5 separate regions of the Mus musculus genome follow, and regions 2, 3, 4 and 5 are each linked to region 1. Evidence: chromatin contacts called from public Micro-C, capture Hi-C and promoter capture Hi-C data. All regions are on one chromosome and are shown on one strand. The core of a region is the stretch at or near the end of the contact, and the rest is flanking DNA. Distances in the headings are between cores, read along the strand shown. Region 1 holds the start of Ino80e (INO80 complex subunit E). Region 2 holds the start of Ccdc189 (coiled-coil domain containing 189). Region 3 holds the start of Fbrs (fibrosin). Region 4 holds the start of Zfp689 (zinc finger protein 689). Region 5 holds the start of Zfp688 (zinc finger protein 688).

Evidence for each region. Promoter capture Hi-C pulls out the DNA fragments that hold promoters and counts their contacts. Hi-C and Micro-C count contacts between places; a contact is called where the count stands out from the background. Capture Hi-C pulls out chosen DNA fragments and counts their contacts.
Region 2: a contact with region 1 is called in a Micro-C map of embryonic stem cells, with 5 times the contacts expected there. The contact joins the promoter of Ccdc189 here to the promoter of Ino80e in region 1. A contact is called at or near these places in 3 of 39 promoter capture datasets (embryonic stem cells, liver and pre-B cells), 1 of 484 Hi-C or Micro-C datasets (embryonic stem cells), 5 of 115 datasets of contacts at active chromatin or transcription factors (bone marrow-derived macrophages, double positive thymocytes, pro-B cells and 1 more) and 2 of 9 other capture datasets (adipose tissue and liver).
Region 3: a capture Hi-C map of macrophages shows a contact between it and region 1, with 2.7 times the contacts expected there. The contact joins the promoter of Fbrs here to the promoter of Ino80e in region 1. A contact is called at or near these places in 1 of 484 Hi-C or Micro-C datasets (CD4 T cells), 7 of 115 datasets of contacts at active chromatin or transcription factors (Th17 cells, bone marrow-derived macrophages, cardiomyocytes and 4 more) and 3 of 9 other capture datasets (liver, macrophages and pancreatic islet).
Region 4: a promoter capture Hi-C map of liver shows a contact between it and region 1, with 2.5 times the contacts expected there. The contact joins the promoter of Zfp689 here to the promoter of Ino80e in region 1. A contact is called at or near these places in 1 of 39 promoter capture datasets (neutrophils), 1 of 484 Hi-C or Micro-C datasets (CD4 T cells), 1 of 115 datasets of contacts at active chromatin or transcription factors (embryonic forebrain) and 2 of 9 other capture datasets (adipose tissue and liver).
Region 5: a contact with region 1 is called in a promoter capture Hi-C map of erythroid cells, with 4 times the contacts expected there. The contact joins the promoter of Zfp688 here to the promoter of Ino80e in region 1. A contact is called at or near these places in 1 of 39 promoter capture datasets (erythroid cells), 1 of 115 datasets of contacts at active chromatin or transcription factors (large pre-B cells) and 1 of 9 other capture datasets (liver).

What each region holds. Positions count from the first base shown.
Region 1 is chr7:126,860,239-126,863,951 of GRCm38.p6, reverse strand. Ino80e (INO80 complex subunit E) reads left to right here and starts at 1,580. Exons shown (of 8, transcript NM_001370765.1): 1 at 1,580-1,678; 2 at 1,935-2,247; 3 at 2,406-2,476; 4 at 2,660-2,712. The coding sequence starts at 1,623. It overlaps Hirip3 (HIRA interacting protein 3), which reads right to left and starts at 1,980. Exons shown (of 7, transcript NM_172746.3): 1 at 1,436-1,980; 2 at 1,232-1,352; 3 at 1,026-1,134; 4 at 1-783. The coding sequence starts at 1,500.
Region 2 is chr7:127,586,513-127,590,225 of GRCm38.p6, reverse strand. It overlaps Ccdc189 (coiled-coil domain containing 189), which reads left to right and starts at 1,631. Exons shown (of 9, transcript NM_001033040.3): 1 at 1,631-2,349; 2 at 2,631-2,662; 3 at 3,338-3,403. The coding sequence starts at 2,137. It overlaps Rnf40 (ring finger protein 40), which reads right to left and starts at 1,528. Exons shown (of 20, transcript NM_172281.2): 1 at 1,415-1,528; 2 at 1,098-1,301; 3 at 547-714; 4 at 328-469. The coding sequence starts at 1,229.
Region 3 is chr7:127,476,968-127,480,680 of GRCm38.p6, reverse strand. Fbrs (fibrosin) reads right to left here and starts at 1,723. Exons shown (of 18, transcript NM_010183.2): 1 at 1,036-1,723; 2 at 566-745. The coding sequence starts at 1,482.
Region 4 is chr7:127,447,557-127,451,269 of GRCm38.p6, reverse strand. Zfp689 (zinc finger protein 689) reads left to right here and starts at 2,112. Exons shown (of 3, transcript NM_175163.3): 1 at 2,112-2,616; 2 at 2,794-2,907. The coding sequence starts at 2,412. It overlaps B130055M24Rik (a long non-coding RNA gene), which reads right to left and starts at 2,880. Exons shown (of 2, transcript XR_869949.3): 1 at 1,699-2,880.
Region 5 is chr7:127,420,119-127,423,831 of GRCm38.p6, reverse strand. Zfp688 (zinc finger protein 688) reads left to right here and starts at 1,798. Exons shown (of 3, transcript NM_026999.4): 1 at 1,798-2,023; 2 at 2,314-2,427. The coding sequence starts at 1,828.

The DNA.
Region 1 (3,713 bases), core at 331-2,830:
TGCTTGTGTTCTGCCTCCTCCCACTCTCGGTCTGGGTCCTGACCTTGCTCTTTCTCTTCACCGAGTGCTCTTCTCCCTCCTCACTGCTGTCCCCACTACCCACTGTGCCCTCTTCCTTCTCTGCCTCCCCCTTCTCACTGCTGTCCCCACTGCCCACTGTGCCTCCTTCCTTCTCTGCCTCCCCCTCCTCACTGCTGTCCCCACTGCCCACTGTGCCCCCTTCCTTCTCTGCCTCGCTGTCTCGCAAGCCTCCAGTTGGCCTCCCAGGCCTGCTTTTCTGCTTATAGCTCTTTCTCTCCCTGGCTGTTCTCTCTGCTCTGTTACTTCTGGATCTGGGCTCACTAAGCTCTTTCTTCTTAGCTGGGCTCTCCTCTCCGCTCTCTTCACTCTCCTCCTGGCAGTTAGCACCTGTGCTTCCCTCCACCTTTGCTCTCTGCAGCACAGCCTCCTCCTCACTGCTCCCACTCTCTTCCCTAACCTGCTTCCTGTCTGCCTTGAGTGGTACTTGCTTGTCTTTGGCCCCAGCTTGCTTTCTAACCTGGCCCTTCTGTTCTTGTTTCATGTCCTCCTCTTCCTCGGTGACCTTACCTGATCTAACAGAGCCCTCTGCTTCCCCCTCACTGCTCTCCTCCAATCCCATCTTTGCATCCAGGTCTGTTTGGTGGTCTTCATCTGTGCTCTCAACTGCTTTCTTTAAGGCTCTTCTTAGACATGTCTTCTTGGTTGTCCTGTTCTTTGTTGAGGGTCCTGAGCCATCTGGACTGGATGGTGAAGAGCTGGATTCTGAAACATGGGGATGGGACTGGATGGATTCCTCCCTCTCCTTCCATCTAGAATAGGATGCTTCTAGATCTACTCTGGTTAAGAGTGAAGGGCAGCAAGAAGCACCACAGCTGTGGCCCCAGCTGGTTCCTGACTCACTGTCCCCCAAGCCCCAGCCTTGCAATTAATACATGCGCCTCGCCTTTTGAAGAAACCAATGATGCTGGAGTCACAGACAGATAAACAGGGAAGAAGGCACTAACCTGACTCTGAATTAAAGCGGAACCTTTTCTTCTTTGGGTCACTGCAGGGAGCAGGAGACCTCTTCACTTTGATAAAGTCTGGCTTTCCTTCCCTGGTACCAGCATCCGCCTGTGGGTGCAGCATGAGGGCAAACCGAACCAAGATGCCCTGCCCCAACCCCTCAGCAACAAACCCTGTCTCTGCTGGCCCAGGGTTAGACCCACACCTGCATTTTCGGCAGCTCCTCCTCCACCAGCCGCTTCAACGCCTGCTTCTCTTCAGGTTCAAGATGATCCCGACCCACGTGAATCAAAAATTTCTGTCGCACGATGGCGTGCGTAACCGAGCTACAGAGACACGTGTCATGACAGAGTTCCAGCCTAACCCCTCCCCTTCACAACCCAGACTCTAATACCCAGACTCTATGCACCTGAGGTCCGGGCAAGCTCGAAAGAAGCTGCGAGTGAATTTTCGCATCTCATCTCCCGGCGCCATTTTGCGTCACCAGGGATTGGTTGCTCCCGCCTTTTTTTCTTCAAGGCTGGTTTCCCGAGCGACAGTAGTTTGCGCACGCGCAGTGCGGCGGCTTCGTGAGGAATGGGACCGTTGAGCCTCCGATGTGGAGCACTGAGACGGAAAACTTTGGCCGACCTTGCTTTTTCCTGAGCAGCTGGTGGGTCTTGAGCGAGGTTTCGACTCTTTGCTAAAACTACGTGTTAAAATTTTCGCTAGAAGCCGGTTCGGCGCCGGCAGTCTTTATAACGTAATCAGTTCAATCAATCCCTGTGGTCGGGATTAACAAATTAGGTCGCTTGTTTCGAAAGGCAGAAGGGAGACGGTATTCTCGCTAACATACTGAATTTCTGGTTATATTCTTTTGGTTCCAAATCTTTATAAACAGTTTACAATCAATAATTGTGCCCCCCCAGTGTCCAGCTCCTCTGTGACCTCAGCTCACCGCGAAGCCACTGGAAGCAGCGTTCCTTTCGGGTCTTCCCCCAGGAGGGCGGGCGGTGTGATTACGCTCCCCGCGCGCGGAGGACGCTGGGAGTTGTAGTCCGTTTCATACGGCGTTGCAAAGTCTCCGGAAGTGGAGGTGTGAGAGGCCGGGCGGACTTGGGTAGCGGGACTCTACTCCGGGGCGTTTCTCCCTGGCGGGTCATGAACGGACCAGCGGACGGCGAAGTGGACTACAAAAAGAAATACAGGAATCTGAAGCGGAAGCTCAAGTTCCTCATTTACGTGAGTGCCAGCGTGGGGCGGTTGTGGAGTGTGAGGCCTAACTCGGAGAGGACCTCAGTTTACCCATGTGGTAAAGGGGGTGAGTAGGGAGAGATGTCTCCGGGTTCTGGGTCTTTTATGGATTGCTCTTGGCTCAGCACCCGCCCTGTCCGCCGCAGGAGCACGAGTGCTTCCAGGAGGAGCTCAGAAAGGCGCAAAGGAAATTGCTGAAGGTTTCCCGAGACAAGAGGTAAGGCATCTTGTGGGCACGAGGGCACTGTTAACTCCCAGGGAATCCGTTCTTACGCCGTCCCGGAACAGGATCCCAAATGCATGCAGTCTTAGGAGGATCCAGTGGGTCTCCTAGGAGGGACTAGGTAGGGCTCAAGACCACCAAAATGGGGATACCCACCCTCCTTCCCACTTGTCTCAGTTTCCTTCTAGATCGACTTCTGCAGTATGAGAACGTGGATGAAGACTCCTCTGGTGAGCAAAGTCATGACCACTTTTAGGAAGATATGAGATACTGGCCCTTGAAACACGTGTTCCTAGGTCCACCCTCCTAGGGTCCGGAAGCTGATGCAGGCCCCTCCAATGGTTCTTAAGCCTAGTTGCTGCCTTCTGTCACCTTCTTCCTGTTTTGTCTTTTTTCACCCCATTGGACAAGGTTTCTCTGTGTAGTCCTTTTGTAGACCAGGCTAGCCTGAGGCTAGCCTCAGAAATCCGCCTGCCTCTGCCTCCAAAGAACACACCACGCCTCTGGATTTTCAAGTATTTCCTTATCCACTGTGTTCTAGGTACTGTGCTTGACACAGGCTGGCAAAATGAAGGAAGCCTCTGGCTGCTTGTCATTTCTATCAGTTGTCTATAATAAGTGAAAAAGTAAACTAGAAAGATAAAAGTAGTAGCCATTCCTGTAGTGCATGCCAGAGGCAGAGGCATAGAGTTTGTTACTGAGGCCCAATCTTTAAGAACAAAGGAGACTAACAACTCCTGAAAGCTGTCCACTAATCTCAAAACACTCGCTATAGCATGTAGGTATCTGCACAAACACACTAATGGTATTGAGAAGAAAAGTGGTTTTCTAGGATTTTTTAGAATTATTTATGTTATGTATATGAGTACACTGTAGCTGTCTTCAGACACACCAGAAGAGGGCATCCAGTCCCATTACAGATGGCCTTGAGCCACCACGTGGTTGCTGGGAATTGAACTCAGGACCTCTGGAAGAGCAAGCAGTCGGGCTCTTAACCACTGTACCATCTCTCCAAACCACAAACTAGAATTTTAAGTGATTGGCTAGAGCTTGACGAGGATTAAAGACGGCAGTAACTGCAGAATAACAGGCTGGGTTTCCTTTGCAAAGAGTCAGGAAAATATTTTACTTTATAAAATACTGTCATTGAAGCAAAAACTGCATGGCTCATGTGAAAGCAGCCACAGCCAGCATATTAGGAAACAAAACAACTCGTGTTTTATTAGAATTT
Region 2 (3,713 bases), core at 382-2,881, 730 kb before region 1:
TTATGAAAATCCAATTAGATTCTAAAACTTTGTTCATTCCATTAAAAAAGAATATTAAAAAAACCAAAAAAAAAAAAAAAAACAAAAAACCCATGTTTTTAAGACAGAGTCTCACGATGGGCGTGGTGGCACACGCCTTTAATCCCAGCACTCGGGAGGCAGAGGCAGGCAAATTTCTGAGTTTGAAGCCAGCCTGGTCTACAAAGTGAGTTCCAGGACAGCAACTTCTGCTTCCCAAGTGCCGGGCATTTCGGTAGCCCCACATCAAAGTCACCTCCTCCTCAAAACCTTTCTGAGAACATAAGCTCCCCAGGGCCCTGGTCCTACCCCTCAGATCTGATGTCCCTGGGTCTGGTCGAGGGATCACATCACGGGTCAGGCCCTCTTGGCACCCAGGCACCTCTGTCCCTGAAGACAGTTCCCTCTGGTTCTCGTAGCACTGGAGGAGGGCTTCTACAGTTTCATCCAGCTGAAAGAAGAAAGAACAAGAGGTTAGGAATGCCTCAGGGCTTCTCCCAGTAGGACGCTCGCTCTTCAGGCATCCACCTGGGCCCAGTAGCGGTTGACGATGAGGAGTGTGGCATCATCAGTGGCCTGCCTCTTCTCCAATTTCTCAATTCTCTCCCGGAGCTCATCCTCGCAGGCTTGCCGCTGCTCCAACCGCTCCGCCAGCTTCTTGTTCTTGAACTGCAGTACCTTGGAATCCATCTCCTCCTACCAGAAGGGAAGAGGCAGAGTGTCGGGCAGGACCCTGAACCATCACTGACACACAATAGGACAAGGATTAGACTGAAAGGGGAGAGGTATATAGCAAGGCTCAGACACTTGCAAAGAGAATATGCTAGTCATGAGAGCTTCACATTCCGTTCCTGCCCCTACCTGTTTCCAACTCAGACACATCACACAGGACTTACGGGAACATATGTGCGCATAAGTAAAAGGCCAGAAGGGACTCCGTAAAGTTGTTCTCTGATCACATTCACGCCGTTGGCACACCCACCCTCACCACCCGGTTTGTGTATATACACACGAGCACACACAAGATTCCAAACACTTTGGGCGCAGGCCAAATGTGACTTTCGCAAAAGCCCACCAACCGTGGAAGAAATGCCGCCGAGACGAATGGGTTCGATTAGAGTGGTCGTGGTCTTCTCCTCGCGGTTCATCTTCTTCTCTGGGGGTCCTGAGCCCCCGTCGCCGGCGGCGCGCTTGTTGCTGAGGCCAGACATAGCGGCGGTGGCGGAGGGGCAACTCAGGGCTCTCCGGGGCTGGCAGGCGGGTGGAGGCGGCACTTCCGTCACCTGCAGAAAACAGAGAGCTGAGCTGTGGATGCGTCTGGAGCTCCGCAGTCCTGAGCGTCCCCCTGGACATATCTCCCGGACCCCGCCCCCGCCGGACGGGGGTCCGCACTTACCGTAGGGTCAGCCAAGCGCCACCATCTTGGATTTCACCGGACGTCACCGGCCGCCAGACGCACAGCGCAGGCGTCAGAGCCGCTCCGGATGTGGCGAAACTTATTTCCTGTTTCTATTGGTAGCTCTTGGTTCCTCCTCTCGAGTCTTTTAGTCCCACCCCTCCAACCCCGCGACGGACTGTATTTCTCTTAATGATTGGCCAGCAGGCGGTTCCCATAGTTACTGACCCCGCAGTTGCACTAGGAGATGGAGGGGTGGAGCCTTTGCTGCTGTTCGGGGTACTCGGTACACGACCCCTTGTAACTCCAGATCCAGAGGATCCGTCATCCTCTCCTGGCCTCCGCGGAGCCCTCCCGAACATCCTGTACATATGTGCGCACACGCACGCACAAACACAATCTTTTAAAGATTTAAATTAAATCTTTAAAAAGACCGACCCTCAAAAGCACCCTTACAAGCAACTTCTAAGAGGCACGTGCAACTCGTTACGCATGCGCTCTATCTTTTCAATGATTGGCGTGGGCTTGTACTTTCTACTTTCCTTAACAACGGTCACCGGGGAGACAAGTTGGGAAGACGCCCTCTGCGGATTGGCTGCCTCTCGCTTCACCGCCTCTGAAGAAACACTAGAAGGGGCAGGACCGGGCTTTGCAGTGGGAGAGCTGGCTGTCCCAGAGCCCAGGCTGGAGAGCCCTTGACTGAGGCTAAGAAGGACGAAGAGATGATTACCCCCAGTTCCAGCCAGAGCCTGGGAATGAAGGTGCAGATGGAGTCGGAACAATCTCCCAAATTGCAGGAGGAACTGGACAGGAGTCCCAGCTCGGTGGACGGCTCGGCCATAAGGAACGGAACAGACATGCAGACCGAGTCGCCCGCAGAAGCCACTAGTAGCCCTGTGGAAGTGGCTGAAGATCCTGGAGCCAACTTGTTCCCGGTGAGGGCGGGACAGAGTTGTCCTCTAGTGAATACTTAGGTTTCCCAAAAAAGGTGCCGCCAGTCATTACGTTTATCAACATTAGGGAATTTCCTGGAGTTGCTTTGATTGTAAATAGGCTGCTAAATAGTATTTCGAGCCCACCGAAGCCCGGTTTTACCTATTTTGCTATAGTTAAAATTATAGCACACTCAGACCTGCTAGAAATTCATGAGGTACTAGGGACTAGGGGATACATACTGTCGTATCTATTTGTCCCATAATCTGTCTTCTCTCCGCAGCCACCACTACCCCAGCCCCGGATCTGTATGTGGTGAGTGTGGAGAGCCCAGGGGAAAAGTTACACTTCTCATTTGTATTACTCCTGTAAGGTGTCCTCAACAGTCCTGTCCAGCCAGGGCTCTCCAGTTTTACAAAGATGAGACTGAGAAGTGCTCAAGGTAACGAGTCACCAGCGTGCCAGGTGCCTCAGTGTAAAGTGGCGGTGTGAGAAGGGAGGCAAAGGCAGGAATGTACACAGCTGCAATGATGGAGCACTGTGCACACCGATGCCAAGGCCCAGGGGACTTCATCAAGGTCACACAGAGCAAGACAAGGACTCAAAGTTGTTTTTTGGGGGGTTTTCAAGACATTGTTTCTCCTTGTAGCTTTGGCTATCCTGAAACTCACTCTGTAGACCAGGCTGGCCTCAAACTCAAGAGATCCGCCTGCCTCTGCCTCACAGTGCTGGGTACAGTGAGTGTACCACCACTACCTGGCACAACTCTTTTCTAATCAGTGGGTTTATAAATAAAAAAAAAATCTGCTAAATCTACAGACTGGATTCTAGACCATGATGTTCCCCGTTGACAGTGAAATGATTTGCTAAAGGTTCCTTAGCAAGTTCGCCAAGTCTCAGCTCCTGATCCCCACTGAAACTCTCCAAGTTGCAGCCCCATCGGGGAAGTTGTATGAACCACCAGTGATTTGTCTCATCTTTTCCTGACAGGAAATACCTGGACATCCATTCTATGCACAGACTGGAGAAGGCAGCCACTGTGGAAAAGATGAGAGAGTATGGGTTTGAGTTGGGCGAGACTGAACTCTTGGGAGGGGAGACACAAGAAATGACAAACTTTAAAGTATAGAGTGAGTGTCAGGCAATGGAGACGAGAAGAGGCTTGTGTTCAGGGCTGCAGAGGCAGCTCAGCCATTAACAGCAATGGCTGTTCTTCCAGAGGACCCAGGTTTGGTTCCCAGCATCCACATAGTCTATAACTCAAGTTCCAGAGGATCCAATACCTTCTTCTGGTCTCCATGGGTACCAGAAAAGCATGTGTTGCACATATACAGGGAAACTACCCATATAATAGAAATAAATCCTA
Region 3 (3,713 bases), core at 474-2,973, 620 kb before region 1:
TCTTAAAACTGTATTCAAAACAACTTTTCCTCACTTCTTTCCTCAGCAAACTTCTGACTACACTGGGGCCCAAGACGTTCTAGGGGGCTTTCCCTAACCGCAACCCTCTGCCCATCCCCCAGACAGAATGAGTGGCTTCCTCATGTGGGTTTCTGTAGCACTTTGCCTAGATCTCTCCCAGATCACTGCCTTACACAGCTGCTCAAGCTAGTCTAGGTGCTTGCTTTTTGGCTGTTTCTTTCCCCTTAGGCTGCCACCAGCTAGAGGAAAGGACAGGACATCTCTTATTTATAATTCAGCTGTCTTTGATGTATCTCTTGAATTATCAGCTTGTTAGTAGTATACATAGCACAAGCAAAAGCAAGTGAGTTTGACTCTAGTTAGGTCCTTCAGACCTGGATTGGAGATGGGGCTGCTGTCCAATTTGTTCTGCCTTCCCCTGTGCTCCTAGACACTAGGATTACTGCTGGGATCGGCAGTTGTGATGCTCGTGGGAAGTCAGTCTACAGGAATGATATATTCCGACTGAACAAATTGGAAGGACTGGAATCTGGGACATGCTCACCTCTTTCCTTCTTCGCTTATTGGGCCATTTACGGGGCCTATCCCCAGAGGGTCGGCCAGGCTCACGGTCTGAGCTGTCCCCTGGTTCCCCAGTGGCCCCACTGGAGCCCCCCCTCTTCCGTTTCCCAGAATGCTTCAGCCGATGTTCCAGTCGTTCTGGGGGCTGAAGAGATGCATCCTTCTGTAGAAGAGGTGGTGGAAATGTGGTTGGAGAAAGAAAAGCTCCTTAACTCTCTAAGGGTGACCAAGTTACTCAAGTGCCTCTCAAGCAGGGGAACCTAGGTAGTCCCCAGACACTAGCTCTACCTCCTCCCACCCCAGGGTGGGGCAGAAACCCGGCAAGAGGAGCCGGTTGCTCTGGTTTGGGGTGTCACCACTGCCCCCTCAACCCCATCCTCTGTAAGGGCTATACCCTTCTCTCTGCCCTTCTGACCCACCTCCCAAAGACCCCCAAATCCCATTAGGGCACACCTGCAAGGCCTCAAGGCTGGCAAAGCTAGCGATGGCAAAACCATCGATCAGGTCTTCCTCCTCTTCCTCCTCCTCAGGCTCCTCCTCGGCTTCTCCGTCGTCTGCGCCCCCCTCTTCCTCCTCGTCCTCTTCCTCTCCGCGGCTGCCCGAACCGGCAGGCCGCTTCCGAGCTCGCGGTCTCGGGGGTCGAGGCCTGGGTCGGGGCCGCCGCCGTCGTAGGCCCCCAGGCCGCTCTCCAGATGAAGCTGACGACCAGGGACGGGCGGGCGGCGGCGGTGACGAGGAGGATGAAGAGCCTCGCGGGGCGGCCAACAAGGCCCGGGGCGCGTCACCGCCTGGACCTCGGCGGCGCCGCTGCTCCCGATCACGGTCTCGCCGCGAGCAGCGTCTCCGTCGCCGCTCCCCTTCAGCTGCCCAGCCCGGGCCTGGGGCCGCGGCCGTCTCCATGGTGACGGCCCTCAGCGCCGCATCCGGAGGCGGCGGGGCCCGAAGCGGCCTGTCCACAGGCCCCGGGTCGCGAGCGCGGCGCTGGCGCTTGCACAGGGACGGGAGAGCTCCGGCTTCCTCTTTAAAACAGGATCCGCTGGCCTCTGGCTTGCCCCAAGGCCAAGGCCCAGAGAGCCGGCGCCGCCCCCGGGGCGACAAGCCTGAAGGCCCCCCCTGTAGGGCTGGCGGGGCCGCGACGACTAAAACTGGGCGGCCGTCCCTTTAAGGCGAGGCCTCAAATTGTCCAGCCCCCGGCCCCTTTAAGACGACTCCACCGTGTCCGGCTGGTCTAGTGCGGTGGCGGCCCCGTGCCAGGGGTCGAGGCAAGTCTCCCAGAGGAAGAGGAAGGACCACCCCTTTAAAAGGGGCGGAAAGCACGACTTCCCCTTTAAAAGTGTCTCAAGTCCTCCGGCTGAAAGAGGCCACCCCTTTAAAGAGTCCAGAGGCCTTCAAACAGCGAGTCGTCCCTTTTTAGAGAGCGTAGCTAAGTTTCTAGCCCTTCACAGGCTGTCACTTCCCCTTTAAGATGAATTTAATGAACTTCTTGCGTGGGGCAGGAGGTAGGAAAACTCCACTTGCCCCAATTCTTCCAGCAGGAGTTGTTTGTCAGCTTCTGCTGTCCCCTTTAAGACTGGCGTTGGAGTCGGCCGAGTTCGGTACCCACCCCTTTAAGGAGATTTAACGAGGTCTCCGCCTCCCGTAGCCTTGAAAGGTGCAAGGGGGCGGAGCCTGCCGTCCAAAGTCCCGGATGTGAGGCAACGGTGACGGATAGAGCTTCTCTCTCTGTCCTCCGACATAAAAGACTCTTCCTCCTTTCCTCCGTTCCTAACCGGCTTGTAGCTAGAAGGATCCGGAAAGGCCACTGGACAGTGAGGAACTCCGCCGTATCCTCCTGTTGTCTTCTTCGGCGTCTACGGCTCTTCTCCACCAGAACTTCCCTGCCCCTCCTCCCTCTTCCTCCTCAGCCAACGCCTCCTTCCTCTCTCCGCCTCCTTCCCCCTCCCTCCGAGGCTCAGTCGTTTATAGGTTGGCAAGTAAACGTCAATGCAAAGGGCGGAGTCAAAGTCGCCGGAGTGCCGGACGTAACAGCCTTCAAATGTGGGATTGGGTTGTCAGGTTAGCCCCGCCCTCCCCAGGTCTTGTGACTGGACTGGTCCGAAGTAGGTGTTTGGAGCAGTTCCTTAGGCCACCCGCCTCTTCCTGCTCTCTGTTTATTGGCCATCTACTGAGAGACAGTGCGAGGCACTGGGAGGTGGTGCCTGGAGTGGTAGGCAGCAGGCCACTGGTAGGCGTTAGGCTGTCCTAGGTGCGCTTTTCTGGTGTGTAGTGGCTGCCTTTTTGCCTGTTGGTATTTCGCGCAAGCGCATGGCGCTAATGCCTTCTGCCCGTCTTTGGGCGGATCTGTCTACCGTGGCGTCTCAGAAAACCCAAGCACGATCCGCGAGAGTCAGAGGTGGGGCGGAGACCAAGCTCCCAGTGGCCGTCCCTTCCTGTGCTCAACAATAATAAACACTTTGCACTCCAGTGCGAAGTACTCTCTCACATTAATTCACTTGGTAATGAGTTCCGAGGTAAATATTTGCTCTCCGATCCATTTTACCAAAGGTATCTGTATACAAACTGCCAGGATTCTAGCTCCAGAGTGAAGGTCCTGGCCACTGTGCCACCAACTGCAGCACTTAGGTTGTACCACTCTGATCTGATTGTTTAATGTATCATTAGTGTGTGGGCATGATGTATGTGAGGGTGCGAGTGCCATTAGATGTATGTTGAGACGAGAGGACAACTTTGTAGAGTCTTCAACATGTTCATGGGTTTTGGGGATCAAACTCTGGTTACTAAGCTTATGTATGTACCAAGCGCTTTTTCAGTGGAGCCATCTCACTGGCCCTGGCTGTTCTTTTAATGTGGACATTTCCTTGACAACCCTTGTTTTCTTGTCGATATAAAATAGTGATAAATTCCCTAACAGACTTTGTGCCGGTCGACTCTCTATGATAGATTGTCCTAAGTTGGCGATGGCAGCATTTGGGAGGAGTAAATAACATCTTCAAGGCCTTAACCTGTTCCAAGGCCTTTTCATTCTATGATGTAAGAGTTGTGTATCCATGGTATACATAGCACCACATAAAGCAGCTCTCAAGTGTCATCTCTGGACTGGGGATGGAGCTCAGAGGTAGTATATACAAGAT
Region 4 (3,713 bases), core at 863-3,362, 590 kb before region 1:
GAAACTTTAAGACACCTAGTTTGCATAATGTCCTGGGTTTCATCCCAGCACCAAATAAAACTGGGTATGCTGTGCATACTTATAATTGAGCATGCAGGAGTTAAGAGGTAGGAGGACCAGAAGCTCTTGGTCATCCTTAGCTACATAGTGTTGAGGCTAGCCTGGACAACATGAGGCCCTATCTGAAAAAGAAGAGGAGGCAATTATTGTTTTCATTAATAAGTAGTTTTTCTACTTCTCTCTAGGACTGATATTGCTTGTCCTAGTCTGGGTTTATGGTGAAGTGATCCCTTAGGCAGTCTGTGAAATCAAAGTGTGTTAACATTTAAGGTTGCATTTCTGGGTGCTGGCAGTCACTGAGCATGAACCATGGACTGAATCTTTTAAAAAATATTTACTTCATGAATATGGGTGTTTTGTGTGACTGTATATCTGTGTACCACATGTGTACCTGCTGCTGCTGGAAGACACAGTGGCAGATTTCTTGGAATACAGTTACAGATGATTGTTAGCCACCATGTGAGTGCTAGAAACAGAATCTGGGTCCTCTGTAAGAACAAGTGCTCTTTTTTCTTATTTATTTATTTTATGTAAGTACACTGTAGCTGTTTTCAGACACACCAGAAGAGGGCATCTGATCTCATCACAGATGGTTGTGAGCCACCATATGGTTGCTGGGATTTGAACTCAGGACCTTTGGAAGAGCAATCAGTGCTCATAACTGCTGAGTCATCTCTCCAGCCCCAGAACAAGTGCTCTTAACCACTGAGCCACTTCTCCAGCTGGGGAGAAATTAGTCTTAAAGCGTTTTGCCCAACATAAGAGTTGCTAGAGCCACAAAGAAGACATTCCATGTTTGGATTTCATTCCTATGTCTAGTAACAGATTTTGAGGAAGCTGATCCAGATTTGTGGGGGTTTTATTGTTCATTTGTTTTTTGAGGCAGGCTGGTTTTGAGATAGCCCCGGATAGCCTGGAACTCACTTTGTAGACCAGGATGTCCTCAAACTCAAGAGATCTACCTGCCTTTTCCTCCCAAGTGCTGGGAATTAATGGTGCGTGCCACTGCACCCGGCTGTCTTATGATTTTTGTTGTAGTTCTCTATGGAGGGGGGAGTCCAGGACTCTAGACATAAAGTTTCAGACACCATCTACTCGAATAGTCCAGGTGCTTGGCTGGCTCTCAGCAGCGAAGGCACAGCCTCTCTGTGTGGCCTCTAGATGTGCGAATCCTATTTACCCTCTGTGCAGTCTTCCTTACCTGATAATTATTCAGAAAGGAGCAATAGGTTCGGCTTCATACCCAGTCCTGGGTATCTATTTTAAAAATACTTTTATAGAACTTTGGGCCCCATGCATGCTAGGCAAATGCCTGCCACTGGGCTATACACTCTTCATTTAAAAACAGGGTCTATGTTGCCCATGCACTCCTGACACACGTTGACACAGCTGCACTATTTCGGAAAGCAACGGTACAGGGGTGATTTCCCTGCTTCATTATAAATGAAAGGATCAACTAGCCATCTGTCTTTTGTTCCCCCTGGTAGCCTAAATGTGCATTCCACTGTACAAAGAAAGGGTAAGCCCAAAGCTATTGGTCTCACCTCTAAACAAGCGAACTTCCTTGGTACTCAGGTAGGCCATTCACTTCTATAGACTACTTAGGAGCTGCCCAAGGTACAAGACCAGTCAACTTACCATTCTAGTCATTCAATTTTACCAGACGCGCCTTTTGTGCACCAGATCCTTACCACCGCTCCCTTCTCATCTAGTACTTTTCAGAATTCCTGGCTGTGACACCTTTATGATCGTAGGATGTAGCTGTTCAAAAATCCATGTTGTCACTGTGTGACTTTCCCTTTGGAAGACCTGTAGAAACGTCTTCTCCAAGTAGGGCAAACAAGCGTTGGAGAACACAAGAAAAGCCTCCCATTCATAAGACTTCTCACAACCGGCTTAGAGACACAGGATCCACCTTCTTGCCCTTAAGAATCCGTTGGCTTCATTCAAATGGGCCGCCTTCATTGATGACCAATCAGAACGCCCGATCTTCAGCTACCAACCAATAAACGAATGCAATAGATAGGAGGAAAGTAGGCAAGAAGCCATCTCGCAGCGCCATTACACTTTAGGGCAAGGAGGTTAAGAAGTCGGCATGGCGTTCGGGTCAATAAAATCGATAGCTGGAACCTGCCTGTGTTCTAGGCAGCGGTGGTGCAGGAGCAGCGCCGCCATCTTCCCCGAAGGCATCTTCCGGTGCCTCTCACCCAAGTTCCAGCGGGAGTTCCCTGAATAACGGTCTGTGTCGGGCCGCCCGGCCCCTCAGGCAGCCGATTCAGATTTCCTCCGGGCCTTCCCGACGGAGCTTCTAGGTCTCCGGGTCCCCGTGGCAAGGCCGGGGAGCAGGTCCGATGGCGCCACCTTCGGCTCCGCTTCTCCTGCGGGCAGTCGGAGAGGCTGGACCTACTCGGAAAAGGGGCAGGAGGCCAAGGGCCTTGAAGTTCGTGGACGTGGCCGTGTACTTCTCCTCGGAGGAGTGGGGGTGTCTGCAGCCCGCTCAGAGGACTCTGTACCGGGATGTGATGCGCGAGACCTACGGCCTCCTGGGCGCGCTCGGTGAGGCCCGGCCCAATCTGCTTACGCGGGGCCTAAGGGATGATGGAGCTTGAGGGCGGGGTAGAGTGGGGGCAGGGAGCCTAGGGTCCTGACCTGCGATCGGCTTGTTAGGGGTTGGCGTTTATTTTTTAGCATCCTTTCTTCGGGCCAGCTCTCTGACTGGTTCTCCTTCCCCAGGATGCGCAGGTCCCAAACCAGCTCTCATCTCCTGGTTGGAACGAAATACCGATGACTGGGAACCAGCAGCCCTAGATCCGCAGGAGTACCGGAGATGGGTAACATTCCAGAGAAGTGAGTGAAAAATACCCACGAAAACCATACTGCCTTCCTGAGTAATGCCCTAAACTGTCGACCCAATCTAAATTTGTCGTCTGATGAGAGTTAACCAGGTTGCTTGTACTGTGGGCATACGAACTACAAACGGTACTTCATTGACATAAGTGAATTACTGAGCTTTGAAAAAGATAACTACTGCTTTCCAGGATCCGGGACTTAGCTTCCATTGAACTTCTCCAATTCCCATCGGTCCTGGGAAGACTAGAAAGAGTCCTTAACCACTGAGACATCTCTCTCTAGCCCCTGGTTCACTCTTGACTTTAAAAAAGAAAAAGCCCCATTGATTGGAATGTTCATCTAGGCTTGTGAACTACTGGATGAAATACAGTCCAAGGTTTTTTTGTTTTTTTTTTTTACAACTCTCTCAAAGTGCTCCTAGACCAACAGCTGCATATTTGGGAGTTGTCTTGGTCAGAGGTTTCTATGCTGTGATAAACACCATGAACAAAAGTGGCTTGGGGAGAAGAGGGTTTATTTCATTGATATTTTCATGTAAACATCCATCATCAAAGCAGGGCAGGGCAGGAACATCAAGGCAGGAACTGAAGCAGAAAGCCACAAGGAAGGCTGCCTCCTGCTTGCTCTCCTACTTTCTTACACACTCAGGAACATCTGCCTAGGGATAGCACCACCCACAGTGGGCTGGGCCCTCCCATGTCAACCTTAATCAATCACTAATTAAGAAAATGTACCACGCTGGGCATGGTGGCACACACCTTTAATCCCAGCACTCAGGAGGCAGAGGCAGGTGGATTTCTGAG
Region 5 (3,713 bases), core at 549-3,048, 560 kb before region 1:
AGATATGCTACATATATGCTAAAACTCAATTTATTTATTTTTTTCTAAAAAATGGGGTTAAATTAATATATTTTCTTTCTGACCCAGCCTCATTCTGTAACCCAGACTGGCCTACAACTCTTCCCACCTGGGTCTTCTGAGTGCTGGGCTTACACAAGCCCTCCACTGCTGGCTCCACCTACATATTAATAAACTTGGCAAAAAATTACAATGCAATTTAAAACTTTCTCTCATTCCAGTTCCAACCTCAAAATCCGTCAAAGCTGTGGCTGACCCCTCCTTCTCCCTCCACCCTACGGCTGCTGTAAAATGATCCGACAGGAGCTGTCAAAATGGTGGCTCATGTCAGAAAGGCCACACCTCTCTACCTTCTCAGCCTGCAGCCTTCATGGAAGCTGTCCACGGTGGCACATCTCTTTTCCCATCTCAGCAGGAGTTGTCCCACAGGAGCGGTGGGTGACACCTTTCCTGCCTCAGCCTACAGCCTTGGTGAATTGAACACCACTGCAGGAGCTGTCCACCCCCTCTCTAGCCTCCCCACACAGCTCCACAGAGATGCTACCTCAATCAAAGCCATCTGTAGCCATGGGCCCAATGCAGGAAAAGGGGGTGGTGGAAAAAAGCCACCAATCCCTGAGTAGGAAAAACAACAACAACAACAACAACAACAAAACCCCACTTCTCTCTGAGCATGAAAACCCACCAACACTTGAACAGGGAAAAACAAAACAAAACAAAACAAAACAAAAAAAAACACCAAGCCCTGAGCTCCCCAAGATCAGGATTTGAAATCCCACCAATCTTTACTCTCTGCCCTGAAAAGCTCTACCCCCTAAGAAGTCCTATATAAGGTCTGCCCTCTGTTCACTTCCCTATTGTCTGCTCCAAGGAGCAGAGGGCAGCTTTCTCTGGATTCATCCCTCCACACATTGGACCCTCCAGCTTGTGGTTCCTGAGCCCCCATGTCTCAGAATACCCTTCCCTTAGGAGACTGTCCCACCTCTGGGCTGTGTGGTTCCTGGGCTTCCACGTCCCAGAATATGCTTTCATCCGAGCAGAAACACACTAAGCACACCCCTTAGCCTGTAACTTAAATATACAGACTAAGCGAGCAGAACCACCGGTTCAAGTATTCTGTCAACTTCTCTGAAGACACGAACTGAGTTTCTGAAATGCAATACTCAGGCTTTGCCAGGTTCTAGAGGCTAACCATCAGATTCCAGTTACATCAGCAGGACGCACACTGGGAGACTGGGGAGACACTATCTCAGGCACCAGGGATGCCCAGGTCCTCAGAACAGTTTCAGATGTCCCGCCATTCCGAAGCCAATTGCAACACTGCTGCTCCTTGCCGTTACAGCCAATCATCAGCCGTTGTAATTGCGCACAGAGGTCCATGAGGCAGCAGGTAGCGGGTATTTTTTGAAGGTCTCTCTTTCCTACACATAGAAACGAACACCAACATTCCTGAAGCGGTCATTGTATTTAAGGGCAAATGGGGCGCCGCGGGCAGTGGAAGTCCGAAGTTTGTTAAGCTGCAGAAAGGGCACCTCAGTGCCGTCAATGACAACTGAAGCTAGGCGGTCTCCATGTTTTCTGAAGACATCTTTCGGTTCCCTTCACACCTTCGTGTCTTTGTGTGAGCAGCTGTGGAGTAAACACTATTGCTCTGCATTCCCTTGCGGCCAGTAAGGCTGCCGCGTTCGTTCCGCACGCGTTGCTAGCAACTGTGACCAAGGGGCGTGCCAAGGGCGTGGTTTCCCGCGGTTGCGGAGGCCGGAAGCGGAAGGCTAGGGCAGCCAAGCCGCTGCCTGGGCAGGATCCCCGATGGCGCCACCCCCGGCCTCACTGCTGGTTCCGATGCCTGGGGAGATCTGGCCCGGTTTCAGGAAGCCTGAGCTTGTGAGCTTCGCGGACGTGGCCGTGTACTTCTCCCCGCAGGAGTGGGGGTGTCTGCGGCCCGCGCAGAGAACCCTGTATCGGGAGGTGATGCGCGAGACCTACGGCCTCCTGGGCGCGCTCGGTGAGGCCCCGAGTCAGAGCCCCGCCCCCATCCTCCTGGGGGTTCACCGGGGAGTTGCAGTAGACCGATCAAGTGGATTATGAGCCCTCATCCCGCACTTTTCCACCAGCAGCATCAGTCACCTTCCATTCTCAGGGCTTCCTCGGGAGTCTCCATTCAGGCAAGAGCATCGCAAACCCTGTCCAGGTTAATGTGTGCATAAGTTCCGAGGAGGTGCCCTCACCCTAGTGGGATGCTATCTGCCCCGGCCAGCCTCTCAGGCCAGCACTGTGACCCCTGTTCTCTCTCAGGGTTCCCGGGCCCCAAACCAGCCCTCATCTCTTGGATGGAACAGGGGAGTGAGGCTTGGAGCCCCGCCGCCCAGGATCCTGAGGAGGGGGAAAGCCTGGGAGGAGCTCCGAGAGGTGAGGGATTGTCCCAAGTCCTCCTGAAACCTTGTTTGTCCGGGGGTTTCTTCTCTAGTAAACCTTTCTTTCAGATTCCCCATTCCAGCATCCCTACAGATTAGAGCCTACATGTTCAGATACTAAAGAAAAGAAAGCCTATCTACTCCAGAGTTTTGGAAATTCAGGAGAGCTGTCCTATTAAAAACAGTAGGGGGGCTGGAGAGATGGCCCATGAGTCAAGAGCACCTACTGTTCTTCCTAAGTACCAGCGTTCAATTCCCAGCACCCACACGGCAGCTTACAGCTGTCTGTAACTCCAGTTCCAGGGGACCTGACACCCTCACACAGAACCAAATGTAGGCAAAACACCAATGTATATAAAAACAAATAAATACATCTTAAAAAAAAAAACAGAGTAGGAGAATCTAGAACTCAAAGAATGTTTATGTTTCCAGATGTTTGTTAAAATAACACTCATTTCCCCTTTTTAAAACTAACTAAGGCTGGTCATTGTGGCACACACCTTTAATCTCAGTACCCCGGGGGGACAGAGGCAGGGGGATTTGAGGCCAATTGAGACAACATACTGTGAGACCTTGTCTCAGCTCACCACCCCTACCCTCCAAAAATCCCTAAAATGCCCCTAAAAATAGAACTTGTCTGCCTATCATAGTTCTTGAACAAGGCAAAGTGGTACACAAGAAAAGTGTCTGCCTGGATAATGACAGCTTGGCTCGTCTCCCATCTCTACCCTGAGTGGAAGAACCCTGAAGCAAATATGGTGCCTCATCTATCAAAGAACCGCTGCACCAAAACCAACTACAAAATACACCAGTAAATACTGTTTATTGAGCATTTACTAAGTGACCAATAAGCATGTATGTATTTAATCCAACAATCCTGGAAGTCAGGGGACCGTTACTTTTTCCCATTTGACACAGGAGGAAGGGGATTTTAACTGACTTTCAACAACTCCGTGTTAGCCACCGGGCTATGCTTTGGTGCTGCCTGGGTAACAGCTAGAGTGGTCAGTGCAGACGTGTTAGGTTTTACTGAAACTTTTTTCCTAAGATTTATCTTTATTATTTTTCATTCTGTGTCAGTGTATGGGTCTCCATAAGTGCAGCTGCCCAGGGAGACCGGAGTCATGAGCGTCCCTGATGCTGAAGTTACAGTGGTTGTAAGCTGCCCCATGTGGGTTTGGGGAAGTAAACTCAGGCCCTGTGGAAGGACAGCAAGTGCTCCTAACCACTGAGCCATCCCAGCCCCGGGTTTGTTTTATTTTTGTTGTGTTGATTGTTTTC